2 separate regions of the Hordeum vulgare genome follow, and region 1 is linked to region 2. The links are chromatin contacts, called in public Hi-C maps. All regions are on one chromosome and are shown on one strand. The core of a region is the stretch at or near the end of the contact, and the rest is flanking DNA. Distances in the headings are between cores, read along the strand shown.

Region 1 (3,575 bases), core at 645-3,144, 180 kb before region 2:
TCGTCGTTCCAACCCCAATCCATTCGGGGACTAATGATGGGGTTATAGTCCTAGGGTAGGGTCATAGACCTGCCCTGTGGGGCCTACCCAAGGACTACCCTTCATGAAGGATAAGGCCCTTAGTCAGTTCCGACTGAATTAAGGACTTCCCATCATCCAGTCGGTAACGATTGCTCTATCATCCAGTCGGAGATGAGCATTCAGAGCGTATCAAGCTTACCGACTGGATTCCACTCTGTACATCATAACCCCCCCTGGAGGGCAACGGTCATACGTTTCCCTATACCTTTATTAGCATTTAAGACATACGTTACCTGTAACGTATGCAGTTATTCACCACTACTCCACCCCTGCGCACCGAACCATTGTGAAAGGTAGCGCACTCTATATAAGCCGCCCTTCCCCACTGGTGCAGGGGTTAGCAATTCACTGTAATCCATATTCCACTCGACAACAAGCTCCCAAGAGCACTGGGACGTAGGGCTTTTACCTCCACCGTAGAGGGGCCTGAACTCATACAACCTCGCCGTAGCTAAGGCTCTGTCCATCCTTTCGTACCCTACACATCTACTGTCAAGCTTATACCCACGACAGTGCTCATGAGGGTAGATTTTTTTTGGCAACACGTCTCTCATTTATATCATAATATCATATTACAAGCCACATACCCATCGACTTGACAAAAATGAGAAGAAAAGGACACTAGTCTTTGCACAAAAGAACACGTGCCAAGAAAGACAATTACATTCAATATCGAAGAATCCCCTCAGTTTGACACCAACGCTAGTCAATTGTCTCAGGCACCACTACAACAAGCAACAAAGAAAAAAGGCGGATCTTCTCCTCACCCGAGCTCGACACGGACCATTGGTGATTTGCTATTTTGCATACCCTCGAAGGTGGTTGATCAAAGAAGAAGCCATTACAGTTGAGCGAGTCAGACTCAGGAACACCCTAGACACATCATTGAACTTCAGATCTAGCATGACTATTACATCGGAGGAGGAAACCAGAACTGCCGGCCATGAACCATAAACGTAGCACATGATCTACCATCTTCTAGATGTTGTGGATGCATACCACAATTCACATCTGCTCGACTACCTTCCAAGCTCCACGCCCATGCTGGAGCAAACATTTTTGGAACAACGGAGTCCAAAGACACGAGTGCACCACGATGATGCCACCGTCACCACGACATCCTTGCTTGTACAAACTGGTTTTCAAATCCATCCCCAATCATAGCACCGATCATCTTATTGGTGAAGAATCTGAAGCTTCTTAATTCAACGCCGCCATTGCAGCCGCCGAAGCCAACACGATGAGCGATCGAAAAACCTAGACTACTAGGACCTAAAACCTAAATCTACCCTATCCGCACGTGTGGATCTGTCGACAGCCCGCGGAAGGGAGCCGTCGGAGGACGGCGACAGTACGACCTGGTAGCTGGCTAGATCGTTCCTTTTTTTGGAAGAAAGAAAAGCGATGTGAAATTCACATGGGTAGGGTGTGCGTATGCGTATTCATCGAATTAAACTTATGTGTGAATATATGAGCGTTTGCGCTGTAATGTATTAAAATACGTTAGTGTTTTTTAAACAAAGTACAAACATATATGCACATACATTTATCTTTACGAACACGCACACACAAATCTAATTCTTATGAGACTTGAACTTTTATGGGCAGAAGATAACACTGTCTTTTAACCATCCAATCACATTGGTTTGTGAATTCGGTAGTGTTTGGCATGACCGTGACATTTTATGTGTGTGTGTGTGGGGGGGGGGGGGGGGGGGTGTGAAACCGTGACGTAGTATAAGCGTGACATCCCGTGTCAATGAAATTCGTCAACAAACGACCGAGTTCCCGGGGCAACCCAACCAAACCCATGAGCAGCCTCGCGGCACCACATCCATGAAGCACCTGCAATTGCAAAACAAACGCTCCTCCCTCGGAGACGTATGTTATGTATACTTTCCCCATTTTCCTCCGACTCCCAACAAACAACCCATCCCCACCGCAGGCAGCCAGCCCCAGAGCCAGAAGAGAAGAGAAGAGAAGAGATCGGCAGGCAGGCAGGCAGGCAGGCAGATCCATCCTCCCCCTCCTCTCCCATCCACCCGCATGGCCATCGCCTCCCCACGCATCCCGGGGGCGCCCGCCTAGCATGGGCCAGTCCCCCTCCTTCCCCCACCCCTCCAAATCCCCCACCAGCCCCAGGCCCCCGCCCTCCTCCTCCATGGCGCCGCCGATGCCCGCGGGCGCGGGGAGCGGCACCGGGAGCCTCGACCCCTCCCCCTCCCCCTCCACCTTCGCGGCGCCACCGCCGTCCCGCGACCACACGCAGGACCTCCCCGACGAGATCCTCACGCTCGTCTTCGCCTCGCTCACCCCGGCCGAGCGCAACGCCTGCTCCCTCACCTGCGCTCGCTGGAAGGAGGTCGACGCCGCCACGCGCCACCGCCTCTCCCTCGACGCGCGCGCCATGCTCGGCTACAACACCCCCGCCATCTTCTCCCGCTTCACCGCCGTCACCAAGCTCGCCCTCCGCTGCGCGCGCGGCTCCGGCGCCGACAGCCTCAACGACGGCGGCGCCGCCGCAGTCGCCGCCACGCTCCCCTCCGCCCGCCTCGCCAGGCTCAAGCTCAGGGGTCTCAGGCAGCTCTCCGACGCCGGCCTCGCCTCCCTCGCCGCCGCCGCCCCCGTGCTCCGCAAGCTCTCCGTCGCCTCCTGCACCTTCGGCCCCAAGGCCTTCGTCGCCGTGCTCCAGTCCTGCCCCCTCCTCGAGGACCTCTCCGTCAAGCGCCTCCGCGGCCTCCCGGACACCTCGGGCGCCGTCACCGCCACCGCCATCACCGAGGACATCCTCTTCCCGCTCGCCATGGCGCTGCGCTCGGTCTGCCTCAAGGATCTCTACAGCGCCCTCTGCTTTGTACCGCTGGTCTCCTCCTCGCCGAATCTCCGCTCGCTCAAGATCCTGCGCTGCTCCGGTGCCTGGGACTTGCCACTGGAGGTCATTGCCGCCCGTGCTCCTGGCCTCGTTGAGATTCACCTTGAGAAGCTCCAGGTCGGCGACCGTGGGCTATGTGCTGTCTCGGCCTGTGCGAATCTGGAGGTGCTCTTCCTTGTCAAGACCCCTGAATGCACCGATGAGGGCATAATTAGCGTTGCGCAGAACTGCCACAAACTGCGCAAGCTGCATATCGATGGCTGGCGCACAAACCGGATCGGTGATCGCGGCCTCATGGCTGTTGCTCGAGGATGCCCCGATCTTCAGGAGCTTGTCTTGATAGGGGTCAACCCCACCGTGCAGAGTCTTCGGATGCTTGGTGAGCACTGCCGTGCATTGGAGCGTCTTGCGCTTTGCGGGTGTGAGACCGTAGGGGACACCGAGATCATTTGCCTCGCGGAGCGCTGTGCTGCTCTCAAGAAGCTTTGCATCAAGGGATGCCCAGTCACAGACCGCGGGATGGGAGCGCTGAATGGGGGTTGCCCCAGTTTGGTCAAGGTGAAGTTGAAGAGGTGCCGCGGAGTATCGTATCAATGTGTTGAGCATCTGAAGATGGCCAGGG
Region 2 (3,080 bases), core at 34-2,533:
TCTAAATTAAAAATCTATGGGTGTTACAGACCCTCATCCCCTGCACGCTCGAATTAAAAAAGGACGCCTATGGGTCACTAACACGTGGACCCGTGATGGACGGTCGTTATTAATAAAAATGACGCCGGCTTTGGCCGAGCGCCACGTGTAAACGGACGCGGACATGAGAAAGCGCACGTAACGTCCGCGCTGACGCAATTTTAAACCGAAAATGAATCCGCATGGACGCGAAAAGGACGCGGTTTATGTTTGGATCAACGCGTTGGGCATCAACTTTTGTTCATGCCGATCCATACAGATCCGAACGGAGGGACGGACGATTTGAATCGTTGTAATGGCGGCCGATCATTGCCTGCCACGGACACTGACTTGGAGAGAGACCCATGCTGGTAGTAATCGTGCCAAGTTAATGCCGTAGGCTCCGGCCACCACAATCCATGACCATCCTGATCAACGTCCTTGCAGTGACTCTCCACATACTGTAGGCCTTGCCTCGTCGGTAATGGGCACGGAGTGGTCAGTCAGTGGGCCGCAGTTTCTGCTGCTTTGATGCATGCAGTTCATGCGTGCGTCCCACTACCCCGTCACTCCCCACTTCCGAACGACACCCAACGGCTAGAAATCGCAAATCCGCCGTTTACATCCACAGTTCCACACTCCTCATCGCCGTCGACTTTCTGCTCCCCCTTACTTTTCACGGCGTGAGGTGGCTGGAGCTGATGCCCGTTTTGCGCCGGGTGGCTAGCCAACTTTTTTGGTCCTCAACAAAGCATCTGTTCACCTGAGCTCTATGTCGCGCACTAGCCTCGGCCACTAGCGAAGGGCCCATCACGCCGACCATTTCATTGGTGCACCGTTGACGTGCAACAATAACACATAACAAATGATCATCGGTAGGCAGTAGGCTCACTGTCAAGAGCTTGTCAAACATGACATTGAGTATTAGTTAAACATATCCGTTATTTGGATGAAAACGTCGGAGCATCAAGGGCTTGGAGCATGATTAGGATGACGTGATTGGTTGAATCTTACAGCAAAAGCGATGTTTGGATGCCTTGAAGTAAGCAAATTCCTCTGACGTGACCTATGATTTTTCTTCGTTGCCGATTAATTCATACAGGCCAGTTGAGGCATACGCTACGCTGTCAGTGCCACAACAACCATGATCCTTTCTTTTTGTTGAATAAGTAATAAAGATGGCTGCATGCATCATTCGATGCAGAGGCCAGGGCTCAACCTTCTTTTCTAAAAATGATCTTTTTTTTAAGGAAATTCCAATATTTCAGTACAGCACGAATAAGCAACACATTGATAACTCCATCATCAATCATTATCTGCCATTAAATTTTCGAGCCAAAAAGATCATCATCCTGCACGTTGCTTGCCATCCTTGATCTGTCTATAACGGGCCCAGTGAGACCTGGTAACCACGAGAGGAGACGCTGCACCCAGCAGGCCGGCCAGCCAAGCCAAGCTTTCGCCAATGGTTGCCGTCTTCAACAAGGACGTCCTGAGCTGGTACCTCATCACGCTCAAGCTCAAGGAGACCGTCGACGCCAACATCAAGAAGTCCCCGTCGCCGCACTGGCAGGCGCTTCCCCGCAGCCTGCTCGTCACCAACGCCACGCCGGGGGCAGCAGCAGAGACGTTGACGCGCCAAGACCGGGAGCAGCAGCAGGCCGCGATCCCGGCGCAGTCACCGGCGTACAGCCCCAAGCCGCAGGACCCGGAATGGGTGGTGACCATCCGCGGGAAGCTGGCGCAGGCGCGCGCGGAGGAGGCGGCGTGCCCTTGGGCGCGGCTGTCCGTGTACCGCGTGCCCAAGTCCCTCCGCGAGGGCGACGAGCGCGCCTACATGCCGCAGGTGGTGTCCATCGGCCCGCTCCACGCCGGCAAGCGGCGGCTGCGTGAGATGGAGCGGCACAAGTGGCGCGCGCTGCACCACGTGCTGAAGCGCACGGGCCACGACGTCACCGCCTACCTCGACGCCCTGCGGCCCATGGAGGAGCGTGTGAGGTCGTGCTACGACGGCCGCGTCGCCTGGATGCCGGGCAACGAGTTCGCCCAGTGCCTGGTGCTGGACGGGACCTTCGTGCTGGAGCTGTTCCGCGGCGCGCTGGACGACGCCAAGGGGTTCGTGGACGACCTGGGCTACTCGCGGCACGACCCAGTCTTCGCGATGCGCGGCGCCATGCACGCCATCCGCAACGACATGATCCTGCTCGAGAACCAGATACCGCTGTTCGTGCTGGACCTCCTGCTCGGGATCCAGCTCGGCCACCCGGAGCAGACGGGGGCCGTGGCCAGCCTCGCCGTGCGGTTCTTCGACCCGCTGATGCCGACCGACACGCCGCTGCACCGGAAGGACCGGTTCAAGCTGGAGTCGTCCGTGGACGCCGACGCGGCGTTCGACCCGCTGTCGGACCCGATGCTGCACTGCCTGGACGTGTTCCGGCGCAGCCTCCTCCGCGCCGGGATGCAGCCCACACCGCCGCCGGCGGCGCGGCTGTGGCTGAAGAAGTGGTCCGGGCTGCGGCGCGTGGCCGACAAGCGGCGGCAGCAGTTCGTGCACTGCGTGTCGGAGCTCCGGGAGGCGGGCATCCGGTGCCGGCGGCGCAACACGGACCGGTTCTGGGACATCAGGTTCGACAAGGGGGTGCTCCACATCCCGCGCATCCTCATCCACGACGGCACCAAGGCGCTGTTCCTGAACCTGATCGCGTTCGAGCAGTGCCACATGGACATCGCCACGCCGGGCGGCAACAACATCACCTCCTACGCCATCTTCATGGACAACCTCATCAACTCGGCGGAGGACGTCAAGTACCTGCACGACCGGGGCATCATCGAGCACTGGCTGGGCAGCGACGGCGAGGTGGCGGAGCTGTTCAACCGGCTCTGCCTGGAGGTGGTGTTCGACATCAACGACAGCTACCTCTCCGGGCTGTCGGACCAGGTGAACAGGTACTACGACCACAAGTGGAGCACGTGGGTGGCCAGCCTGCAGCACAACTACTTCACCAACCCATGGGCGATCGTCTCCGTCGTCGCCGGCGTCTTCCTGCTGCTGCTCACCATGA

Evidence for each region. Hi-C and Micro-C count contacts between places; a contact is called where the count stands out from the background.
Region 1: a Hi-C map of leaf shows a contact between it and region 2, with 2.7 times the contacts expected there. The contact joins the promoter of LOC123427190 here to the promoter of LOC123427189 in region 2. A contact is called at or near these places in 4 of 6 Hi-C or Micro-C datasets (all in leaf) and 1 of 1 datasets of contacts at active chromatin or transcription factors (embryo).

Annotation. Positions count from the first base shown.
Region 1 is chr2H:551,595,231-551,598,805 of MorexV3_pseudomolecules_assembly, reverse strand. It overlaps LOC123427190 (F-box protein At1g47056-like), which reads left to right and starts at 1,894. Exons shown (of 1, transcript XM_045111170.1): 1 at 1,894-3,575. The coding sequence starts at 1,970.
Region 2 is chr2H:551,416,764-551,419,843 of MorexV3_pseudomolecules_assembly, reverse strand. It overlaps LOC123427189 (UPF0481 protein At3g47200-like), which reads left to right and starts at 1,283. Exons shown (of 1, transcript XM_045111169.1): 1 at 1,283-3,080. The coding sequence starts at 1,484.